2 separate regions of the Manis pentadactyla genome follow, and region 2 is linked to region 1. Evidence: chromatin contacts called from public Hi-C data. All regions are on one chromosome and are shown on one strand. The core of a region is the stretch at or near the end of the contact, and the rest is flanking DNA. Distances in the headings are between cores, read along the strand shown.

What was found. A called contact is a pair of places that touch in the nucleus more often than the background predicts.
Region 2: a contact with region 1 is called in a Hi-C map of fibroblasts, with 5 times the contacts expected there. The contact joins the promoter of NOS3 here to the promoter of LOC118919539 in region 1. A contact is called at or near these places in 2 of 3 Hi-C or Micro-C datasets (fibroblasts and skin fibroblasts).

The regions. Positions count from the first base shown.
Region 1 is chr7:143,455,032-143,460,250 of mManPen7.hap1, reverse strand. It overlaps LOC118919539 (GTPase IMAP family member 4), which reads right to left and starts at 2,163. Exons shown (of 6, transcript XM_057504913.1): 1 at 1,828-2,163; 2 at 1,095-1,158. The coding sequence starts at 1,894.
Region 2 is chr7:143,776,985-143,782,203 of mManPen7.hap1, reverse strand. NOS3 (nitric oxide synthase 3) reads right to left here and starts at 1,978. Exons shown (of 26, transcript XM_036899709.2): 1 at 1,781-1,978; 2 at 372-474; 3 at 1-39. The coding sequence starts at 1,938. The region is part of intron 2 of KCNH2 (potassium voltage-gated channel subfamily H member 2); the gene reads left to right.

The sequences.
Region 1 (5,219 bases), core at 914-3,413:
CCAAGCTAATAAGAATATGAGCTAATATAATGACAGTGAAAATGAATGGTGGAAGGTAGAAACAACAAAAGAATACAAAAAGATTAATTCAGCATTGTTATTACAATTCTCCCGGTTGCCATATCAAAGGGAGCACTATTCACAGCACAGACATTTCTTATTTTGAGAAATGTTATTATATGTTGTTTTACTTCAAAGATGGGACATGTGTGTTTACTACAATTTTGGCAGATGGCAGTAAAGTGCCTTGTAACTAAATTTGTATATTTAGACAGTTTTCTGATGGAATTAAATGTCTTATTGAAACAGTCCTTGTTTGTTATAGTAATTATTATTAAGAAGTGATATGCCTATTTATAAACATTTAACTTGAAGGAGAGACATCATTTTTCTCATTCACATAAAGGCGAGTGGCCCCCGGGGCTGGCCGGCTCTGGACGTCTGTGACCACAGCACTTCCGGTGGCTTCATGGAGCTGCAGCGGAGAGGGTGGTGTTTTGGGGGACGATGAGCACTTCATCTGGGGACAGTGAGTCTGAGGCACTAGGGACAGGAGGGGCAGAGAATCCAAGAAGGTCATGACTGAGTCCTGCTTCCCCCGTCATCACGCCAACCCTCTCACTGGGAACAACTCACAGTCAACAGGATGAAGCCATGGTTAAGTCTCAAAAGCATTCCAGAAGCAGAAGGGCAATAAGGAACCACGGGGCCAGAGAGAGGACCCGAGATGCGGGCACAGAGGCTCCTCCCTCAGAGCGGGTGACCATCGGGAGAATGGGAGCCTTGGCTCTGCCTCCCTGGGAGAGCGGCCAGGAGCCCCAGCCCCGAGGGGTGAGGCTGCAGGGTGCGCAGGCAGGGCGGAGTCCAGCCCCGGCTCTGAGAACAGGGCAGAGGGGCCAGAATCCGGACTGGACGCGGCCCTGCAACGCTGCGGTGAGCCAGGGGGAAAGCCCGGGAGGCCAGGGGAACGTGGGTGGGTGCGCGCGGGCCTGTATGTCTGCTGACCGGCGCGCATCGGTTAGGCTTCTCCCCACCTCCACCACCTCCACACACGCACACACGGGGAGCCAGGCGCTGCCTCCCTCCATGCTTACCTGCCAAGGGAAAGGCGCCCACATACAGGAGGAAGACAGTCAGGGTCATACATCGGGCAGGAAGCTGTTTAAAAGACATATCTCAAAGGGGCAGGAAAGGATTTGCAATTACAGCTTTCCAAAGTGAAAGCTCCAAGAGCAGGGCGGTGGCGAGCCAAGAGTCCGGAAGACACACGCCCAACGTTCAGTCTAGCTGAGGGGAGGCGTGGGGCGCCTGCCTGCACACAGCCCTGTGCACCCCACGCTCCACCCCGCTGCGCAGCTGACAGCCGCTCTGGGAAGCAAACAAACCCGCTGCTGACTTCACTTCCCGTGGGACCCTTACTGCTGGGTGTCACCCCTCTGTGCTGTAGCCCGTTCCCTCTCTCACTCCCCAGCCAACTTGCTGCACCCCCGCCCCCTCCCCAACCCCACTCAGCTGATGACCCTGCTTCCTCTTCCTCTAGGCAAACAGAGGTGAGCAGAGACCCTCCAATGGCCCCACCTGCGTCTCCCACCCACCTCAGTCTGTGCCCAGGGCCTCCACCTTCCTTCCCGTTAGATGAATGAGCCTGGCTAAGCCCAAGGGCTCCGACTGAGCACCAACCCTATCCTCTCACCTCTGCTTAAGGGCCTCTCTCCAGCTAGTCTCCCCTCCCCAGGGCCACTAGCATCCCCCCATCTCCTGCACCTTTGCCATGGGTTTAAGACTGAGCCCTCTTTCTCCCATCTTTGAAAAAGAATGTTCTCTTACCCTGCTTCTGTCTCCAAGCACCACCTAATTCCTCCCACCTTTTCTCAACTTTTGCTGACATGGGCATCTAAGGTCAGGCTGCCCTGGGAAGAGGGTCCTCCAGGCTGGAATCCCCTAGCCCTGCAGTGCCGGGGGTGGGGCCTGGAAGCAAACGCAGGGCGCAGCTGCGGCGTCTGCAAATGTTTTCAATGGCGCCTGGCAGGACTCTTTCTGCCGCCTTGAGATTATCACGAGGACATCGCCGTCCATCTGGGCTGCTGGCTGGAGATGAGGCAGGAACAGGAGCTTTAATGAAACTCCCTCCGACCGAGGCTCCTCCTGGACGCTCTGATTCCCTGCGCCCTAGGCTGCAGCCAGCAAATCAAACCAGCCGTCAGCTCCCCAGAGGTTTTCTCAAGTTTCTCCTTTTCCTTCTAGTGTTTTTGGCTTGGAGGTTTGGCAGGGGGTGCTGCTTCTGTTGGTTCCCGAAATCCTTGTTTCTTGCTCCGCTCCATCCCAGAGGGGACTCAGCAGAGGGAGCGAACTCCCAGGCCCACACAGACTGCAGGCCCAGACCCAGAGAAGCCAGAAGCTGCCCAGACCGTCACCAGGTGCCAAGCCGGTGGGAGAGTTTAGAAAGGAGCCCTGGCAGGCCAAAGCGAGGACAGCCTACCAGAAGCCCAGGTGGCTGCTACCCAAAGGAATGCTGGGAACAGATGTATTTTGCTCCTAATACCCCACTTTCCAAGAGAATACAGTCACAAGAAACCTTCCTCTGGCCTCTGCAGGTGTGAGCACCCCCCCACTGCCCATATGCACTCACACACACACACACACACACACACACATACACACACACAGCTGGAGACAGCCTCTCCGTGACAGCCCTGGGCACCCAGCAGGGAGAAGGGCATCAGGTGCCCAGGGCGCTGGGGCCAGACTCAGGAGAGGCCGGTGGCCCCTTGCGGTGAAGGGCTTCCTGAATGCTGGGGGCCCCTTGCCGTGTTTATTGCTGAACAAGACAAAGTGCTCCCTTGTTGTGAGGATGGTCATTCTCACCGACTCAGCTGGCAGCAAAGGCTTAAAGGAGTTGAACTGTTTCTGGAAAGGTCTAGAGAGAACAGGCACAAGAGGCCTAGAGAACTGATCGGCAGTTAAAACAGAAAGGTCTTAAATCCTAAATAGCTTATAATGGTAGCAAAGCAGCTTTTTGGAAGTCAAAACTATGTTGGTATTAGAGCTTTAAAAAGTCAAGGGTGATTAAAAGCTGGTGAGAGCTGATTTTACATGAAGAAAGCCACCGAAAAGGAGGACCCTGGGGCATGAAGGGCACCGCAGGCGAGCGAGCTTCTCGGGAGCTTTGCAGCCTCCCAGAGCTTCCCGTGAGGGGAGGCAATACCTTACTCTGGTTCTTCCCGAAATTTCTCCAAATTCTCCAGTTTTTTCCCCCTACGAAGTGAAGATTTCAGGAGGAGAGACTGGGGAGTTATGGCTTCATGGGTACAGAGGCTCCACTTTACAAGATGCGGGGGCACGGGGCTGGGTGGTGATGGGTGCCCAGTGCTGTGACTGTATTAGTGATGATGACTGCTTCACACACTTAAAACGGTTAAGACGGTTAAAAAAAAAGTGAAGGTTTCTGCAGTGACTTGGCCTCTACATCAGACTATTCCTCTGCGATATCCAAGATGCGTTTCCATATCCCCCAAACCACTACACACAGAAAGCTCCTTGAAACGGGGGCTGTACCTGTCTTGCTGATGACTGTGTCCGCAGCTCCTGAAACAGGGCCCGATACGGCGCAGTACGGCAGGAAGCGCACGGGCTTCGGGGCAGGCACAGCTGGACCGCATCCCGGCTGGAGCAAGGAGCCATCACGCAGTCCTTCCACCGAGCCCCTCCTCCGCTCCTGGCCATCTGAGCAGGGGTGCCCACGCACAGCCTGCCCCTTTCTCTCCACCTCCTGCCTTCGAACTCCTCACTGCCAGTCCCCGGGATCCCAACTCTGGCGGGTCCTGCCTCTGTCTCAGCTGGTGCCCCCATTCCCACCCCTGCTTTCTGTCCTGGCTCCCCAAGCCCTGGGTGGCTCTCTGCTGCCACCTGCTGGCACTCATCAGTTACACCTCAGGTCATCATCCTGAGTCAGCAGCAACTGTTGATCAATTAGGTTTAAAAGGTAACTTCCCAAAAAACAGACACCACACACACACACACACACACAGCTACAGACCAATATATCTTATGAATATGGATGCAGGAATCCTTAAAAAAATACTAGCATACCAAATTCATAAATACATAAAAAGAATTTTACACACAAAAAAGTGGGATTTGTCCCAGGAATGCAAGGTTGGTTTAACATTTTAAAAATCAATTAATACAATACACCTTATCAATAGAATAAAAACAAAAACCACATGATCATCTCAATAGACAGAAAAAGCGTTTCACAGAATCCAAAGCTCTTCCCTAATAAAAACACTCCATAAACTAGGAATAGAAGGGAACTTCCTCAGTTTGATGAGGAGCATCAACAAAACCCGCAGCTGAATTTCAGGTCCTCTGCCCCCAGAGTGGATGCCCCTTCTGCTGTGGAGGGTGGTTGCCCTCTGCCCCTCTCCCCCTAGGAGTCTCCTACCAAGACCCCAGGATATGAAAGATTTGAGGATCATGAGAAAAGGTCTCCCTCCCCTAAAGTTTCTCCTCCTTTCCTGACCTTCCATACCTTCATCAGGCCTCTGGTCTAAGGCATTAAAGGTCCAGTTAGAACACTCACTTTACCCCAGTGGGCTAATACATGACGCCACTGTCACTTGGGACTCCTTTGCCTGGGTAAGTTTTCATCAGCCCTGGAAGGGAGCTTGGGCATGGCTCGTGGGCCAACATGCTTTGATGAGTGGAGGAAGAAGAAAGCTAGACCTCAGGAGTGTTGAGAGCAGGCCGCCAGGCAGGGCATCAGGGCCCCAGAGGCAGAGAGCTGGAGGGCAGAAGGGGCACTGAAGGCCATCTGGCATGTCCGACAGCAGGACGAAGAGCCCTCCCTACCGTGAGTGTAGAATCCCAGATGAGGAATTTGCTCCCGGAAGGACAAAGCAGACAAGTAAATCTGGTGCCAAAGGGCAGAGCTCTGGATTCCCAGTTCCTCTAACCTGAAGATCAGGTAGCACCCTGGGCTGCACAGCAAAGGAGGAGGCAGAGGGCTGCAGGAAAAGGGGCCCTGTGGGTGTTTCTGTTTCCCTCTTTCTCAAAGGGAGATAAGAAGACTTGCTTCCTGGCAGAGAAAGACTCACTGACATGTACCGTGATGGCTCTGTGGATGGAGCCCTCAGACCCAGGTTTGGGCCCTGCCTTTGCTCGCTTTGAATCCAATGTCCTTGGGCTAATTGCTTGAACTCTCAGTGCTTCGGCTTTCT
Region 2 (5,219 bases), core at 729-3,228, 320 kb before region 1:
TAGGGAGCCCAGGCAGCGTCGTGGGGTGCAGGGCCCATCCTGGGTTGGGGTGGGGGCAGAGGAGGAGAGAGCAGGGAGCCAAAGGTCAGGACCAGGTCAGGGTACACTGCCCTGGGATGAGGGGCAGAGGGAGGTCTGGACTGGGGAGGTGTGGACTCAAGGCAGGGGCTGAGGCTGGAAGTAGGGGTGAGGTTGGGCTGGGTCAGTGCAGGACTTGGGGCAAGAGCCGGAGGCTGAGAGTCACCAAAGCACTGTGCATGCACGTTCCTTGCTCTTCCAGCTCTCTGGCCTCTGGAGACCAGGGGCCAGTTCCAGAGGGCAGGCCTCAGCCATTCTGGCCTCAGCTGGGATGGGAGGGCTCTGGGCCTTACCTGCTGTGCCTGGGCGCTCAGGGTGTCGTAGGTGATGCTGCCCACCTCCCAGTTCTTCACACGGGGGAACTTGGGCCCCTCTGGGGCCCGGGTGAGCGGGGGGCTGTTGGGAGCCGGGGGTCATGGAGGAGGGGTGTTTCCTTCTGGAGGTACCCAGAGAAGCAACCCCCTGCCTCCAGCGCTACCAGTCCTGATGATTTACTGCTGGCCTGACAGATGTGCTCTTACATGGTCTCAGCCCTTACAGCAACCTAGGGGTGTGTAGTGCTTGCACCCAATTTACAGCTGAGGGACGAAGGCTCAGCAAAGTTAGGGGCCCAGCCGGGCCTTGCAGGCAGAGCTCACACCTTCTTCACCCGTCCTCCGGATGCGCTAAGCTCCTGAGCGCCTGGCCCCAGGCTGGGTATTCATCCCCATGCAGGGCCCACCTTGCCTTTTGTGAACATGGAGTGTCTAACCCCCCAAAGTTGTGATGAGCCCTACCTTGAAAGGGGGACGGAGCCCATGCTGAGCAGAGGGAAGCCCCAGCAGGGATTCCTCAGGCCCAGATTTCCCTCCCCACTCACACCCCTCCTGACAGCAGCCATCGTGTGAAGGGAAGCCTCAGAGGCCTTATCACTTCCTCCCAGAGCTGCTAGGCCAGCAGCGAGGAGGAAGGGAGGGACTCGGGCCTCAGGGCGTCTGTGCGGAGCCCTTCCCTGGGAGCTGCCTGCAGCCCAGCTGCCTAGCCAGGCCTGGTGCTCAGCCTGGCCTCAGCATGTCCTTCCTCTCTCCAGAGACCTCTGCCCCTGAAAGCTGCCTCTGGGGGCTGGCGCTGCCAGGTCAGCTGTGGGCTTGAAGGTCACTAAGAGGGATCCTGGAGCAGGGGAAGGGCCTCCCTGTGCTGTCTTCTCAGTCTCCCATCCCAAGGGCCCCGAGTGTCCTGGCCCAACTCTCTCCCCCTCTGTGAGATCCATCTTCTCACTCTTCCATAACTACCCTCCCAGCCTCTTACTTTCTTTTTAAATAATCTTTACTGGTTCTTGAAGGCTTGCCCGAGCTATATAAACTTACAACAACCCCATAGATAAATATGCTATATCCCTATTTTATATATATGTAGAATCAGAATTGTTAAATAACTTGCTCAAAGTCAAACAGTTTGGCAGCAGAGCAGCATTTAAACCCTGGCCATTCAAACCTGGAAAGCTGGCACCTTTACCCCCGACTTTCACCTGTTCCTGCTGGCCCTGATCCTGGTCTCTTGTCTGAGCCTCCCTGACCATCCTGCTCTTTCCAAGCTGATAGCCAGTTTGTGTTGGCGACCTGGCCCTCCTGGTTGGGCTGCAGGCTCCTGCCCTCCCCAGCCCCAGGCTTCAGGCCTTGACACCCACTCTCCTGCCACCTGCTCCAACCCTGGTGGCCCTCACCTGTGGTCTGGTGCAGGCTGGGGTGCAGGTGCTGGTGCCCGGCTGGGCTCAGGTGCTGGGGGGGCTGGGCCCTGCTTGCCGCACAGCCCAAGGCCCAGCCCCAGCCCCAGGCCGCAGGGCGGCCCAGGCTCCTGGCCCACGCTCTTCAAGTTGCCCATGCTGGCCTTGCTTCAGTTCTGCTGCTTCAAGCAGAGCCTGGGCCTTTTCCTTAGGAAGGGGAGGCGTCAGTGGGAGGGGGCTCTCTGGTGCTGGCCCTCGCCCCGCCCCTGTCCCACACACAATGGGACAGGAACAAGGCCGGCTGGGAGGCTCTAAAGCCTCGGCTCCATGCCTGCCAGCCCAGAGGGTGGGGGGCCGGACGCCTGGGTTCCGCTCCAAGAACTAAGGCTGATAAGTGAGAACCCAGGTGTCCCATGGAGCCCTGGGGTGGGGTGCAGGAGCTGAAGTGTTGGTGGGGGGATAACGGAGTGAACAGCCAGAGGGTCAGAAGGGCCCTTCTGAGATGCCTGACCAGAGTAGAGGCCTCCCGCCTCACCTTTGCCAGCCCTGCCCTAAGGGGTGAGGCAGAAGGTGAACACTCAGTAGCAGGGCATGATTCCCAGATTCTTAGTGACCACAGGGACCTGTAGGGTTGCTTAGGTGGTATTCTTCACCAACTTACCCACATTTAAAACCCCCTGGACCCCAACCTTCAAGTCCTTTTGGGTTCTTGGGGTTACAGGCCCAGCAAGGATGCAGTGACCCTTTGTCCTGGAGTCTGCATTAGGGTATCCCTTCCCTTCCCAGTCCCAATTTCCTGGAACCCCCACTCCCTGTGACTCAAGTGGGGGGACACAAAAGAGCAGGAAGCTGCCATCCAGGGCCTCCGCCCCCACCCTGTCATCCAGTGACGCATGCTTCCCTGGGCGCAGTAAGTCAGCAGATAGACCCAGCAGTCAGAGCTGAGGCAGGGACTGCTCCCAGGGGAGATCATGGAGCCTCAGCAAGAGGGTGGGCATAGGAGAACTACGATTCCCAGAATGCAGGTGGTGCAAGCCAGCACTCCTCAGGCACCTCAGGTAGTAGTGCATGCTGGGGTTTGTAGTTTTAAGCCACTTGGGGGCTGCAGAAAGGCTATGAGCTGGGGCAACTGGATCCACAGGGTCCAAGCCTCCTCAATTTGAGACCACAGATACTGAGAGAAACTGTGAGAAAGAGACGGAAGTTGAGGGACTGGGCTAGGCAGAGACTGGGAGAAGCAGACAGGCAGACAAACAAACATGTACATTTGTGTTGGCTGGACTCCTTTGAAAAGCAGCAAAGGATAAGATTGGGGTGGGCCTGGGTACAGGGCAGGCAGGCGGATCAGCCGGAAGGAACGGGCTGTGCTGTGAGCTCTGGGGTCATACCAAGAAGGTCGGGTCTGCCAGTTTGGAGGGAGGAGGGTGAGGGGGCCTCATAAACATGGACAAGCCTGAGCTCCCAGACACCAGAGAGCTTTGCTGTCCCACTTTCAACAAAGGGGAAGGTGCGAGGCAGAAGCATGAGGTCCCTTCTCAGCCTGCCTGTCCCTGTGGCCCAGGTGCCCGAGGCTCCACCCTGCTGGCCTCCCTTTCCCAGCAAGGCAGGAGTTGGGATCCAGGCCCCTGCTTCTCAGACATTTTCACCCATGAAGGATGAAGTGAAAGAGTCCACTTCTGGTTCCCGTTCAGACACCACCTAAAATGCAATGATCAGGAATGACTCCTTTATCCAGATTCCAGTTAACAGAGCTGTGGTTGGTCTCATCAGGGACCAGGTGACAACAAACATTAGATGCTGACGCCCTCATGACCTCCTGCCTGCACCAGTAACCATAGCCCCTCCCTGGGGTCTCCTGACCTCAGGGTCTTCCCTCCCATCTCTGCTCCAGATTCATTGCCAAAGGAGGGCTTACCTCTTGCTTTGGCTCTTTCTGAAACCTTCAACCCAAGGCCAAGGCCACTCCAACACACTGGCCTGGCCCTCGGTTTCCCAAGTGTGATACTCACACCCTCTCTTCTAGACAAATGGGCTTCCTCATGGGTTCCCAAACAGTCCTGTACATCCCTACCTGTGGGCCCTTGCCTATGCTGTCCCATCCACCTTGCCCTTTGCCCTTTCTACCCCTCTCTCATGACCTGGCCTTGCAGCTCTGAAAGTATCCTGTCCAGCAATCCCTTCAAGAGAGAGCCTACTGCAGAAAGTCAGGTGGCTGACAGAATCTGCCCAGTGCTCAGTCTAAGGCCATGTGCTTCCCTGGAAGCTTCAGTTGGTCACTGAGCCCAGGAGTAGCTGGGCTTACTGCTTTTGCCCAGCTCGGACCCCTCCATGGGGGGCATCCATGTGAGGCACCCACTGGCTTGGCGGAGAGCTTCTTGGAACTCACTGTGGTCAGAGGCTCTTCCCACAGGTCCTTCTCCTTCTGTCTTTCCTTTCACAGATGTCAGACCTGCCTCCTGTTCTGGGGGCTTCTGCTGCCTCCCATTATCTTCCATAAGTGGGCCCCCTAATCAATGTCTTGTGCTTCAACTCCCACTTGGTGTGCTTCCTGGAAGCCCTGACCCACCCACAGCCCCACTTTCTCTGCGAGGCCTTCCTCAACACTCCGTTGTCTGTTCCCCAGGCTGTTCTTTGTCATCCTGCCACCAGGCCCTGGGAACATGTCTTGCTTTGGCTCCTCTCAGCAGTGACTCTTGGGCAGTGTGCTCTGTGTTGGCAATTTCTATCCCAAATGAGAATGGGTGCTCCATGGGCTTTGGAAGGTCCAGGTCGAGTCCTGCTCGTTCAGGATCCTGCTGGGCCTGTGCACCCTATCCGGAGTAGGTGCTTCATGAGCATTGGCTTGTTTAGGTGCAAATATGTGCGGCCACCCAGGGACTAGACACTGTGTGCTGGAGGCAGTGGAGAGGGGCCACTGAGAAGGGAGCCACTGGATGCTGGATTGTTCTGGGTGGGCAAAAGAAGCGGTCAGCCTGTGAAGTGTGATGGGTCCAAGAGGGGCATTTTCTGGCTGAGGGAGGCTGGGGACAGTTCAGCACAGCCATGCTGATGGTGGGTTACAGGGAAGATCTGAGTTGGTGTTGATCTGGGCAGATGGAGCCGTGGCAGGGATTTTGGGAAGAGGAGAAGACAAACATCAAGGTAGAGACAGAGATATCAGAGGTAGAAGCTTTCACCCGAGGGAAGATTCCCTTCTCCCATTTTTCCTGGGGCTGCAGCTAGCCTTGCCCTGAATGTCCTCATTTCCATCAAGGGCCTTCCACCTCTGGGGTAGGGCCTTTCCCTCCCTTCCCTGGCCCTGCCTCGTCCTCAGCTCTCTCCACTTGTTCTTTGCTAGTCATCCCTGCTAGGGTGCCAAGGCTTATGCATCTCAGTGGCTGACTGCTCTTATTGGCAATTGCATTTTAAAGAGTAATTTCTGAAAACACAAAACTTTCAA